2 separate regions of the Rattus norvegicus genome follow, and region 2 is linked to region 1. Evidence: chromatin contacts called from public Hi-C data. All regions are on one chromosome and are shown on one strand. The core of a region is the stretch at or near the end of the contact, and the rest is flanking DNA. Distances in the headings are between cores, read along the strand shown.

Region 1 (6,643 bases), core at 1,470-3,969:
ATTTCCCCTAAACTAATCAATTGATATCCACTAGTTTAGTAAACTCTATGCACATACACAGAGCTGCAAGGAAAAATTATAATATTAACTTTTAGAGTAGAATAGTAGCAATGAATATTCTGCAAACTCCTACTTCACCACCAAGCATGCCCAGATGGTGCCTAGCTTACAGTGCTCAGACCTCAGACTGTTCAAGCCTCTGACGCTGGGCCGGTGATACACAGCAGAGAGTTCAGGGCTGGCCTACTAAACGTTTGGAAGTGGTTCGTGTATTTCACACTATGTTTATTTTCCCAAAATCAAAAACTTAAAAAAAAAATTCGCAGAGGGTCATTGCGGGGGAGGAGGGGTACACCATAGCAGCAACAAATAACTTCTTATAATGTTGAGAGGACAGTTCCCCCAAGAAACCAGCAAGCCTCCTTGATATGCACCCCTCATCAAGATGCACAAACTAAAAATTGATTGCCCTGGGGAAAGAGAGAGATGAGGCAACCCTCACAGTTGAAGACGCTCAGCACTCTTCTCCTAGGAATGGATAGATCCAAGAGATATAAATGTGATGAAGACATTCTTGAACTGCAAAGGACCATTAATTATTGGATTTACTAAAATCTGTAAAGTACTTCATATAATAATCAGAAGAATTTAACTTCTTCACATGTTTATATGGAACATTCACTAACACAAGCCGCATTCTGGGCCATAAAACCCATCTCAATAAATTTGAAAGAATAGATATTATACAAGATATGTTCTTAAATGACAGCGGAATTTGACTAGAAACCAGTAACTAACAGATAGCTGGAGATAGATAGATACACTCCAAACTCTGAATAATCATAAAACACATTTCTAAATGTCAAAGGAAAATTCCCAAGAAATACCAAAGAGTACTTCAGCTCATAGAAAATGACACTACAACTCAAGGTAATTTATCAGTATAGTGAAAGTGCTTAGAGAGAGATTTATAGCATTGAATGCAAAAACTAGAGTAGAAGGAAAGTCTAATATATAACCTAAGTGATCACCTTAGGGAACTAGTAAAAAAAAAAAAGAAAATTAAGTGCAAAGCAGTCATAAGAAAATAAGAAGAAATATCAACACATTAATGAAATGGGGCATAGTAAAAAGTTAATTCTTTGAAAAGATCAATAAATGTGATAGGCTTGATCCAGATTAGCTAAGACACAACAGCAAAGACAAAAATTATTGACATCAAAACGGGAACCATCTCTGCACTGAAAAGATAAGTGAAAATATTGAGGACTCTGATCACTGCACTGAAAAGATAAATGAAAATATTGAGGACTCCGATCACTGCACTGAAAAGATAAATGAAAATATTGAGGACTCTGATCTCATAGGCACTAAAGGGACAATCAGAAATAGCATGGGCTCCATGTCCACGATTTAAAATGCAGATGGAATGTGTAGATTTCTTGAGAGATTCGACGTAAATCTTACGTAAAGATAAATGCATAATCTCAGTAGATCCGTCTGTATTGAAAGTGTGCGAGTAGTCAGTAACTTTCAAAATTAGAAAGTACCATTCCCAGCTGGACTCCTCGGGTTGTTCCACTGAACATTTCAGAAACAGACATGAAATGCCATGACTCATCTATCACACTAACATTACCACAGCACTAGACAGGAACTTTTAGGAAAGGCTATGATAGCCAAGCATCGTAAACATAGATAGAAGAATCTTTTATAAAATATTAGCAAAATGAAACCAACAATATGAAAGAAATTATACACTATAACCAAGTGTGCTTGACTTTGGGTGGCTGGTTGAATGTTCGAAAACAAATGTCATCTGGCTAAAGAAAACATATCATTATATATGATCCAAAGCAAAGTTACCTCTAGGCAGACTAGGATTATGCACAACTTTCTCGACTTGATAATAGCCATGAGTCTTGTGGTAGATTGGAACAAATGAATCTGAAGTTTATAATCAAGAGTCAAAAAAAAAAATTCTAAAAGAGATTTCATTCTAAATCTAGCCAACTTACTAAGAACCTGAAATAACCAAGGCAGTGCGGTCTTCGAAACGTCGAGAGAAGACTAGAAAGATGGCTCTGCCATTAAGAACACTGTGTGCTCTTCCAGAGTCCTGAGTTCAATTTCTAGTAACCACGGTGGCTCACAACCATCTGTAATGGGATCTGATGCCCCCTTCTGGTGTGTCTGTCTGTGACAGTGTACTCATACACATAAGGCAAATCTTTAAACAGAAAGAAATAAAGAAACAGCCCCCTTCCCCAGAAATAAGCCAAACCAGTGGGCCAGAAATAGGTCTACACATGTAAGCCAAACAGTGGTTGAAGAAGGAGAAATGGTTGTTTAATGGAGGAAGTATAGTCTTTCAACAGACCACTCTGGAACAATGGCCCATCACAAGACTCGCATATGCACACCCTCAAAGGACTCTAAACATATTTCACTCTTTTCACAAGACTCGGCTGAAGATAGATTATAGATTTAAGTACAGAGTAGGAAGTTACAGAGCGCCTAAAATGTAACACTGAAGAAAATCTATCTGGTCATGGTGTTGAATCAGCTGGCTGGAGTCCCTTTGTTCTGTTTATACAGAAATAATGTGTAGCCAAGGAGACAACCTTCAAGTTCTGGGCCCCTTTGTTTCCCTTGGTGTTTTGCAGCAGTGAGTGATGGCCATAAGCAGGTGGGGGCAACAGCAGGTGGTACCTTCTAGTGTTACAATTCATGCATGCCTTGGATATTGGGACTCTAAGCCCTGTACGTGCTACAGCTCTTGTGTAAGCCTAGAAAGCTGGGATTTTCAGCCCTTGCTTGTAATTAGGGTTGAAGTTTGTGGGCAGCAGGAGTAGAAGGATTTCTCAGCTCTTGACAGCAGCCAGTGTCACAAATCTTGTGTAGGCCAGGGAAGTCGGGATTCCTGAACCCCACACTCCGGCCAGTGTTCTGTGCTAGCCCCTCCCCCCCCCGGGGGGCCTCTGAGACCCTTCGCCCTAACGATCTGACAGCTCTCTGGAATTCCTCTGGCAAACAGGGCCTGCAGTTTTTCTTTTCTGACACCTTATGCCCTTTTCTTCTTTGGCCTCAGCTGCTCACCTTCTCCCGTCGCCCCTCTTCTTCAGCCCTTCGGGTCCCACCCTAGCAGCTCTCAAACGGTTCATCTGATTCTTCTTCAGCTGTCAAGCAGCTGCCTTGCCTCCCTCACCGCCCAGCCTGCCAACTTGCTCAGCTGTCGCTGCCACTGCCATTCCACTGCCTTTGCTATCTCTCTACTCTTTCTGTTACTCAACCTCACTTCTAAAAGGAAAGGCCACTGGGGGGCAGGGGTGTGTGGGGGAGAAGGAGAGAGAGAGAGAGAGAGAGAGAGAGAGAGAGAGAGAGAGAGAGAGAGAGAGAGAGAGAGCGATCCCTTTTATTAGACTTAATGTTGCCACACCAGGGAAGGCGACACAGTACAATGTATCGGGCCTGATACATTTAATGAGCCAGCCTGGGAAGTCGGAGGGCACGACCTGAGAAGAGGCATTGAGGCACAAACTGCCATTTGTTTTGAGCCAATACAGCCTTGCCTCTTAGCACCAATCACACCACTGAGATCTGTTTTTGGATCAATCGCAGCCTTGTCTCCTTACCTTAACCAGTCAGAGCAGTTTCTTTGCTAGGCCAGTGTGGTGGTTTCCTTTTGGCTTATGTGGAAATGGTTGCAGGGTTACAGCTTATGGAAGGAAGCTTGCTAGAGCAAATAGGCTGACAGGAAGGGTTTCAAACAGCCCTGGCTGAAGCTATAGCCGTCATTAGTTGGGACAATCAACTATGGCAGTCTTGTTTAGTTTTCTCAGGACCGTGTGTGAACTGTTCTTAGTGGTTGGCGCTGGCATAAGGGTAGTTGACTATTTGACGTGACAGTTCTGCTGCAGCTAAGGCAGCAAGGGAGAATATAACGCTAATTAGAGGGTCAAAATGAGTCATTCTTCTGCATGTTTGATTAGGAGAAAAGGGACATCATAAAGAGTACTTAAGGACTGTTTCATTAACGCTGATATCATTGGTTTTTATTTGTTTGTTTTGCTTTTGTTTTGTTTTAATAGTATTTAGCACTACCCCAAAAGGGGAAAGGTTGCTTGCACTGTACTGGCTAGTAAACTTTGATGTGTAACACCAAAGGTCTGATCTGTGGAAGGAATGGATAAATTGCACCTCACTAAAATTAGATATCTGTCTCACCATAGACAAAAGACACGAATTCAGCGGCTAGAACAAGCAGCTACAGACTTCGAGAAGACATTTGGAAAACATGCAAGTCGGTATGGAAAGTTTCTGTTCTATTTTTTATCTGTGAACCTGCACTATGACTTGAATGTGGAATGTCCCACACGGGCTTATGTGTTTCAACACTCACGCAGATGGCGGTGTGGCCTTAGAAGGTTGTAGGCTATTTGGGACATGGGGCCTAGCTAGGGGAAGCAGGATATTGTGGGGCAGGCCTTATGGGTTCTTGGCCAGCTCCCTTCTAGCCTAGCTAGCTCTCTGGTTTTTGACTGCTAATGTGATTTAACAGCTGCCTCACATTCCAACTGCCCTCCAAACAGCCCCTGCTGCCATCTGATAGCCTGTGTTCCTTAAACCAGGAGCCAGAATAATTCCTTCCTCCTTGAATTATTTCTGTTAGGTATTCTGTCTGTCACGGCAGCAACCTAAAACTGCTCTAACAAAATCAATCTGTTACCAAAAAAAAAAAAAAAAAAAAAAAAAAAAAAAAAAAAAAAGAGGTTGACATTGATGGCTGCCAGGGAAGGGAGAGTCAGTTTTCCTTAAGGGTGCGGCTCCTGGTATGTCAACTGTGCTCCACTGCATGGCCTCACCCCCATGAGTATCTGGGCAATGCAAAATAACTCAGTGGGTTACTTAAAAAGAAAAAAAAAAAAAAGCACAAAGACACAGGTTTGTGAGTGGGTAGGGAGGTGTAGGTAATTTCTGAAAATAATTAGGGAGAGGAATTGGGGGGCGAATATTATCAAAACGCATTGTGCAGAACTCTCGGTGAATTCATAAAAAACATTACCTTTAAGGAGAAAAAATTAAAAATCAACTCAGAAGTTGGAAAGATGGTCAGTGTCTAAGAGCACATACTGATTTGCAGAGAAGAATCCAATTTCTAACCCCCATTATGGGGCTGTTTACAACCACCTGTAACTTACTGTAGCTCTAAAGGAGTCTAGCACCTTCTTCTGGACTCTGTGGGCACCTTCTCTCTCTCTCTCTCTCTCTCTCTCTCTCTCTCTCTCTCTCTCTCTCTCTCTCCCCTTCACACAGACACACACACACACACACACAAATGATTTCATATTTTATTAAAAATGTATGGACACACAAAAAGATATTTAACATTTTTACTCACCAGAGAAATGATCATTATGTCCCTAGGAGAGGTTATTACACCCCTTATCCATAGAACTACAACAAAGAAAAATGACAACGCCAAATGCTTGTGAGGAAGCCAAAGACCCTGAATTTTTCAAGCTGAATAGTGGAACGATGAGACAGTCTATTAATCTTACAGAATGTATCCCAAAGAAATGGAAATGTTTCTCAATCCAAATATCTGTGCATTAATGTTCACAGATGTGCGTGGGTGGAAAACGGGAGAAACTAAAGTATTTCTCACTAGGTGATGGATGAACACGTCATGAGCTACACGGTTTGGTACCGAATCTGCAGTAGAGCAGCCCAAAGGACCTAGATGGATGGCAAAAGGCACAACATCGAGTGAAAAGATGCCAGTCTGAACTTTTCAGGAACTATGCGACCCATTTGCATAACATCCCCGAAATCACTGAAACTTAGAACACAAAACAGATTGTGAGGATAACGGAGACCAGAAGGTGAGAGTAAAGAAAGGAGCAGCAGAAAAGTAGATCCTTTCGGAAACAAAACATTTCAGCATTTTAACTCAGAGTAGCACTATAATGACAGAACTATACAAGCACACAAGCCATTGCCAATTTCCTGGTTCCTAATATGACACTAAGGTTATATTGGCTGTAACACTTGGGTGTGAAAGTGGCGGGTGTAGGATGCCTTTGTTTTCGTTTTGAAATCCTAGGAAGGTTTTCCTCTTATTATTTTAAATAATGTGCTTGTGTCTGTGTATGGCTATGTGCACATGAGTATAGGTGCTCACAGAGGCCAGTGTCATCTTGTTTTCCTGGAGTGGCAGTTGTAAGCGGCTCTGAACCACCTGACACAGGTGTTGGGAACTAAACTTGTGTCTCCTACATGAGCAGTGCATGTCCTTAGTTAATGTGCCAGTTCTCCGGCCCCTGTAACTTTTACTGAACCCACAAGTGTTTCAAAATTAAAAGTTAAAAATTTCAAGATTTATAACTAACATGACAGTTCTCGTTAATTAACTAGGCAAGCGAAGGAGAACATTGGAGAAGTGTGAATAGGTCAGACTGAACCATAGATTTCGTTTCTAAAGATGCAACGCATGGTAATGAGTATACAGGGTAGAAAGAGGTAACCATGTGTAACCATAGCCCCAGAGTGAAAGGAGAGAAGATAAGAAGAGAAGTCAACTAGGAGAAGAAGACAATGGGTATTTCCCAAAACTGATAGGAGAATCCACCTTATTCCCATG
Region 2 (6,643 bases), core at 2,731-5,230, 100 kb after region 1:
TGGCCACAGGCCAATCTGATCTGGGCAATCTCTGAACTGAGCCTCCCTTCAGATGACTCTGGGCTGTGTCAAGTTGACAGCTGAAACTAACTAGGACAGAAGCTAATCAGGTAAAACGTTCACTAGCTGGCGACGTTCCCATTTTCTAATGAAATTTAAAGCCGAACCATCAAGTAAGAATTCGCAAATCAATTTTCCCAGGACAATGATTTCTGGTTTCTAGCAGACGCAGAGGCTTTTTCTTCTTCTTCTTCTTCTTCTTCTTCTTCTTCTTCTTCTTCTTCTTCTTCTTCTTCTTCTTCTTCTTCTTCTTCTTCTTCTTCTTCTTCTTCTTCTTCTTCTTCTTCTCCTTCTCCTTCTCCTTCTCCTTCTCCTTCTCCTTCTCCTTCTCCTTCTCCTTCTCCTTCTCCTTCTCCTTCTCCTTCTCCTTCTCCTTCTCCTTCCCCCCCCCCTCTCTCTTAAAATTACCAATGTTCAAAAAATAAGCCCTTCCCCTTGCTGGTCTCTGATTCTGCAGAAGGATCTTATCACCTTAGTCCCTGTGCAGGGAAGGCACAAACTCATTCCTGTAGCTAAAGGCTGGTGGTTCTTTCCACAAGATAAAATTTAAGGCTCATGTTTGCAGTACTCTTTCAAGATAAGAGAGATCTGAGGCTGTAGTAATCAGCTAGGCTTCTCAAATTTATAGAATTTATATAAGATATTTATAGTGCAGAGAAACACTAGGCTGGGATTTCACACGAGATTCCTGGGACGACTTCTTGTCTCATTTTTAGCCAAGCACATGGTCGGCTCTAGGTCACGACTCCCTGCTGGGATTGCATCATTTGTTCAGAGGCGAACAGAGACATGAAGGTACCGTCACGTCGTCCAAGCAAGAGGGACTGTGCTCAGGTTCCAGATGCTGTAAAGCTTGGGGCTCTGAGCGCTTAGCAACACCACGAGTCAGCGTGACAGTCAGGGCAGCCTTTACTTTTATCTTGGGCAATTTAGCACCAAAGCAGGCTCTGTGGGAACTGTTTTTATGTGAGTATTTTTATAATATGTAGTATCTAATAAATACTTAAAATATGTAAAGTTTTTTTTTTTATTTTTTATAAAAACCTTCAAAAAGCTCTAGGTTAACTTGAGTTTTCTTTGTTAACTTTTTCAGGTCCTCTTAGACCAAGTAGGAAATGTGAATTCCCAAGAACGTGGGGGAAAATGCAAAATTTCCCGAACTGTGGAATACCTAGAGTCTTGTACTTGCTAGACAAATCCTGCACCACAGAACTATATCCCCACCCCAAGCTAGTGGTTCTGTCTGGCTGCTTTTGGTAAATTCACATGGGTGCTCCTAATGAGACGGTGCACGGATGTTCAGCTTGCTCAGAGGGGTTCTGAGGCTCAGGTTTGCTGTGGCACCTGACTTCAGTAAAGGTCTTACATGTGAGTGGTCTCAGATACAAATTTTATTCTTTTGACATTTTAGTTACTGACTGCAAAGTGGCCTTGCCTTTCTTGGGCCTTGGTTGATGTTTGAGCAAGTCTCTGGTGGTCTGTTCTATTTCACAAGAGGAGAAGAGGATAAAATAAGTGCCCACAGCGGTAGCTGTGGCATTAATTAGGTCTTGTATCAAATATAGGAAGTAGCTGCACTGTGTCTATATTTTCCGATGTGCCGAATTAATATCTGAAAGACGAGGGTGACACCAGCCTCCTCCAACAGACAGGGAGCTAGGGCTTCCCAAGGTGCTGCTGCTCTGAAGGGGTCACCAGCCCTGTCCTAATATGAGTCTAGGCTCACCCACCACACACTGGGCTTGCCTCTTAGTACAGAGGAGATGGCCACCAGGCAGGGCCTCCCTGGAGAGATGTGAGTGAGTAGGAGGTTAGAGAAAAGAGATGGGTGTGCCAAGCAGAGGGTTTTATCTTTTGACACGGATGAGCTGATATGTCTTACGCCAGGCTGCCACAGGATACTGCCATTGTCTCTGTCTCACTGGGTTATCTCCATCTCAGCTCTGGCTGCAGCCCGGGGACTTCTGTGAGCCACAATTGTCTCAGGATGTGGCACCTGAACTCAAATTAAACCTCGGCTAGGTCTAGGTCGCCATACTTCTGACCTCAGGAGGCACCAGATGACACGACATGCTGTGAGGCACCGAGAGGAGAACTAGGGATTGTGTGAGCGTCTACTCTTCACATTGTAACCACGGTCAGACTTTCCCATAGACCAAGGTCTCAATGGCAGTGCACTCACGGGATGCAGGTAAAGCCTAGGAAGACCCCAGTGGCCATCGGTACATGCAGGAGTAGAATCCTGTGTAAGGCCATCAGTTCAGTTCCAGAAAATTAATTTTAAAACTAGGCGAAGGGAGAAGACCTGTTTGGGGCTGGGGCCGTATTTGTGCACCATTAATGATGGGCACAGAATATGAGACTAATAGTGTTTAAAGAGCGAAAGGAAAAACATGCTAAGGAGTCACTATGTGGTCACGTGAAACTTGACTGGTTGAAGGAGAAGCCTGCCATTGCTGAGCCTGTTATGAATTCAGTAAGGTCCCATCTACAGCACTACCTAACATGAATCAGACCTCCTGTTCCGAGTTCCCTTGTCCTCCATATTTCTCAGAAGTTCTGCCCTTGAACAGTACAATCCAGCAACAACTTATGTCCGCTGTGTCAGTACACTCCAGATAGGACCTCAGTTTTCCCTGTCACCACTGCATGTGTTCAAGCACCTGGCTCACCTACTGAGGTGGAAAGGTTGTGCTTAATGACAGGCCCGATTTTGGTTACGCTAGCTCGGCCTACAGAGACAGTGTATAAGTTCCACATCACAGAACAAGGTCAGGGCAGCTTCTGCTTTCTGCCCCAGATATCCTACTCCATCAAAGTTGTGTCCTCATGAAGGAAGCCAGCCAGGTTTGGTTTTCTGCAGCTAAATATATCCTGACAGTGGCTAAGACAACTTGGAAATCCATAAATCCAGCAGCCATGTTAGTGCCATTGTCATCTGTAACTATGTCAGTCCTCAGTGATATGGGGTCCCTCACATCCTTCCTAATAAGGCTGTCCCACCAGGCTGCTGAGTACACGGCCCCCAGACAAGGTGCACTCAGGGCAGTGTCTGTCGGATGGTAACAAGCTGGATTTAGCTTACTCTACTCTCTGCACAGCCCCTGTCTGTATGGAACGAGAAGCAGAACTGGGGAGCACTGTTGTTTGCAAGAGTGGGGCTGGGGGTCTTTTCTGTCCCCTGCAGAGTTTCCCTCCTGTGCTTCCTTGAGTCTTGGGGCTTCCAGAACCAGCTGGTTACTGAGTTTCCATGAGGCATTTTGTGAATCTATGAAGGAGCCAGGCTAGTGCTGCAGGGCGACCGAGTGTGGCAGTGGCCCCCAGACAAGACCACTGGAACCTTTGGTAGCAGAGCTGCATGTGGCCACACGGCACTCTGCAGCGCTCCAGGTCTTTGGTGTTCACATGTGGTCACTGGGATGGGCTTGTGGAAGTGTCCCATGCAGGGGAGGGTGTCCACTCACATCCTCACCTTCCTAGGAATCGGTACTAGGACTCTGATGCCTAAGATGAGCAACAAGTCCACACCCCACTATCTCTCTCAGGGTTGGGGTCCAAACACCTATGCCAGGCCACTCTTGCCCCTTTAAGGAGCCATTAAAAAGTCCCTGGAAAGGAAACTCAGAGGGAGTGGAAGGAAGGCCTCTAACTCGCCGAGCTGGGACAAAAAAACACAAGAAAGTAGGATAGGGCTTCTGTGGAAGAAGAGACTCAGAAAGAGTGGGATATTGACAAAATTATACAATTTACGTGCATGAGGTTATCAGAGAATAAATACAAAATAGAACTAAAAACAGCCACAAAGAACAACAGCCTTCCACAAGTAAGAAACACCCTCCCTGCTCTCACTGGTCCCAGTTGGCTTGAGGAATCTGACGACAAACACACCAGTGCACTGTTCTCATGAAGAGCCAACTCTGATCCCAAGAAAAACACGAGCAGGCAAAATTCCCGGGTTTCCTTATTCTTACAAATTTGGACAATCGGTGGGGAGGAGGCTTATTTTCTTGCCAGGCAAGGCGAGGGCCAGACAGTACTTTTGTGGTCTACTTCAGGACAGGAAACTTGTAAACAACCTCGGGGACAAACCATACACGATCATCAGGATCCTTACTCAAGGCAGAAGGTCACCAGGGAGGTAGACAGCCCAGATGCACTTCAGCATGTGACCCTGTGCGGAAGCCAGGACCGTACTGGCTCTGAGACAAGGAACACTGACCTCACCTTCTAAGTCTGACAGTGCTGTAATGCGGGTGGCTCGAGAGGCGCTCAGGGGTAGCAGTGTTCCAAAGTCAGCGAGAATTAGAAAAAGCCTAGTGGAGAGCTGGTGCTGTGTGCCACTAGGCTGCAAAGAATGGGGCTTGCTGGCTCCCCTGTGTAAGAGAACAGCAGAGGCGGGCAAGCGGGAGGAAGAGTGGTTCTAGTGGGAAAACAGAATCTTTTAAATTGCAAGCTTGAAAGAGGCAGTTGTAGGTTGACACCAGCCTCAGTTTCCTCCACTGTAGGAGATGGTGGCATCTGTACTGAATTTATAGGGCCAACCAGAGCAGTAAGTGAGCACCGCCGTAGCAGCCTGGGCTGCGAGCGGAGCCTAGCCTCCCTGTAAAGTCACTGTCTCTGTTAACATTCCCTGCCGCAGGCTGTGGTGTGCTGCTGAGCCCTGGGCCATCCTGTTCCCAGCCCACTGCTCACCAGTCGCCTGCCCATGTCTCTGATAGGCTGAGTGGCTGTCACTGGGGAGTTTCTCACATGGGGGCAGTGACCAGCTCTCCACTGCATAGTACCACTTCAAAGGAGAAACAAGGTTTAAAAGGACAGTTATCTCCTGAGTCAAGGGGCCATCTTTGGCCTTGAGCAGGCTGCATTCCAAGTCAAGACCTCAAGATGGAAACTCCGACTGCATCCCATACTGAAGAGCGCACACAGGACGGCCCAGCGGTGTGCGCACAGCAGAAGGGCTGGTTGACCCGGACGGCCTGCTTGCACAATTTCTTTAAAAGAGCTAAAATCATCCTCAAGCATCAAATCATTAATTAAAAAACAACAGCAGTATCAACAACAACAACAACAACAAAACACAGTTAAGATTCTTTGAAACACAGTGATGCGTTCCTCAGTCTGGTGAGAGGCTAAAGACACTTGGATGCTAAGCCCGAGGTCCTGAGTTCGATCCTCCAGGACCTGCATGGTGTAAAGAGAACTGGCTCATGAAAACTGTCCTTTAATTATATATATGCATCATGGCACACATACTGTCTCTAAGAATAAATAAACACATAAATAAGTATATAAACACAGTAATTTTTTTTTTTTTTGCAAAACTACCCTGATACATTCTTAACTTAGTAAATTGAATTTTAGCCAATGCATTAAAAGGACTCATGAGACAAAAGAAGTTCAGTATCAACCCAAAGAGGCCATCTTAGAACTTCCCTCCTTTCTCCACAAAGAAATGCATCACCGTGCTGTAGTCAGGGACCACTTACATGCTTGGCAGGAGGCTGGCTCGGAGGAGGAGGTAAGGAGCTAGGAGCAACCGAAGGAGGGCTCCCAGGGGCCCCCCCAGCGAGCTCCGGAAACGGATTGGGGATGGCCGGAAGAGATGAAGTTCGGAGCTGCTGGTCTTCCTCCTGAAGGCGCCTACAAGGAAGGAGTTAAAAACTAGTGTGCCATGCTCGCACGCACTTGCTGGGTTTACACCCCAGAGAAGGAAATGCTGGGTTTCTATGGATGCTGGTACAACCATGCTCATGATGACAGCACTGTTCAAAGTGGCCCAAATCGGGAAGTAGCCTAACTGTCCAACCGTGAATGGGCATGTCTCTGTAGTGAAATATCATGTAGCCTTAAAAAGAGAATTATTCAAAAAATAAGGGGAGGGAATTCTGACATATACTGTAAGTGCAGAAAGACACATACTAGAAGACTGCATCGTGTAGGTCATATAAAATAGTTGAATTCAGAAAGTAGAATGGTGGGGACAGAGAAGTGAGAGCAGGAGCTCCTGTTTAATGAGTACAGTTTCTGTTCTCTAAGATGAGAATATTTTGGAGACTGGTCATCAATCCCAATTGGTCACTTACACTTTAAAAAATGACGGCTATGCAACGTATATTTTGGGCTCAGCATACCATACTCTATTGGCATCTATCTGTTCAATGTGTACTTCGTACTTAAAAAGGTTTTGTGAATAAAGTCAGATTGAAGAGAACAGGACTTCCTGGTCTTTGAAATTAATACATATCTAACCATAGGAAGCTTCCTGTTTCCTCACCTGAACTGTGGAAATTATCAATTTATGAGCAAAGTGATTAGGACTATACTGTTTGGAAATCAATGCTTCCTATATCGTTCTTCCTAGAATGTTCTCACTACTCATTCTCCTCTGTATTCCTTGGTACTTATTTAGGGTCATCGTTCCTTCCTCCCCACTTTGGAAAATCCAAAGCTCACTAGTTACACCATTAAGCAAAGGATGATGAATTGGGTATAATAATGAAAATAGGAGAGAAATCAAGTTCAAAGCTAAAATGATAATAAATTCCCAGTTCTTTTCTTTGTAGAGTCCTACCAGCGACCTCCT

Evidence for each region. Hi-C and Micro-C count contacts between places; a contact is called where the count stands out from the background.
Region 2: a contact with region 1 is called in a Hi-C map of psoas muscle, with 6 times the contacts expected there. The contact joins two enhancer-like sites. A contact is called at or near these places in 3 of 12 Hi-C or Micro-C datasets (hepatocytes, kidney and psoas muscle).

The regions. Positions count from the first base shown.
Region 1 is chr14:90,637,867-90,644,509 of GRCr8, forward strand. The region is part of intron 6 of Ddc (dopa decarboxylase); the gene reads right to left. LOC120096667 (a long non-coding RNA gene) reads left to right here. Exons shown (of 2, transcript XR_005493421.2): 1 at 1-4,307. Among named protein-coding and RNA genes, the nearest start is that of Ddc, 42 kb to the right of the region's middle. Within about 2 kb of position 2,720, at least 7 of the 93 cell types and tissues checked have an H3K27ac peak or open chromatin away from gene starts, as enhancers often do.
Region 2 is chr14:90,738,486-90,745,128 of GRCr8, forward strand. It overlaps Grb10 (growth factor receptor bound protein 10), which reads right to left. Exons shown (of 17, transcript NM_001401403.1): 4 at 5,547-5,700. Among named protein-coding and RNA genes, the nearest start is that of Ddc, 59 kb to the left of the region's middle. Within about 2 kb of position 3,981, at least 48 of the 93 cell types and tissues checked have an H3K27ac peak or open chromatin away from gene starts, as enhancers often do.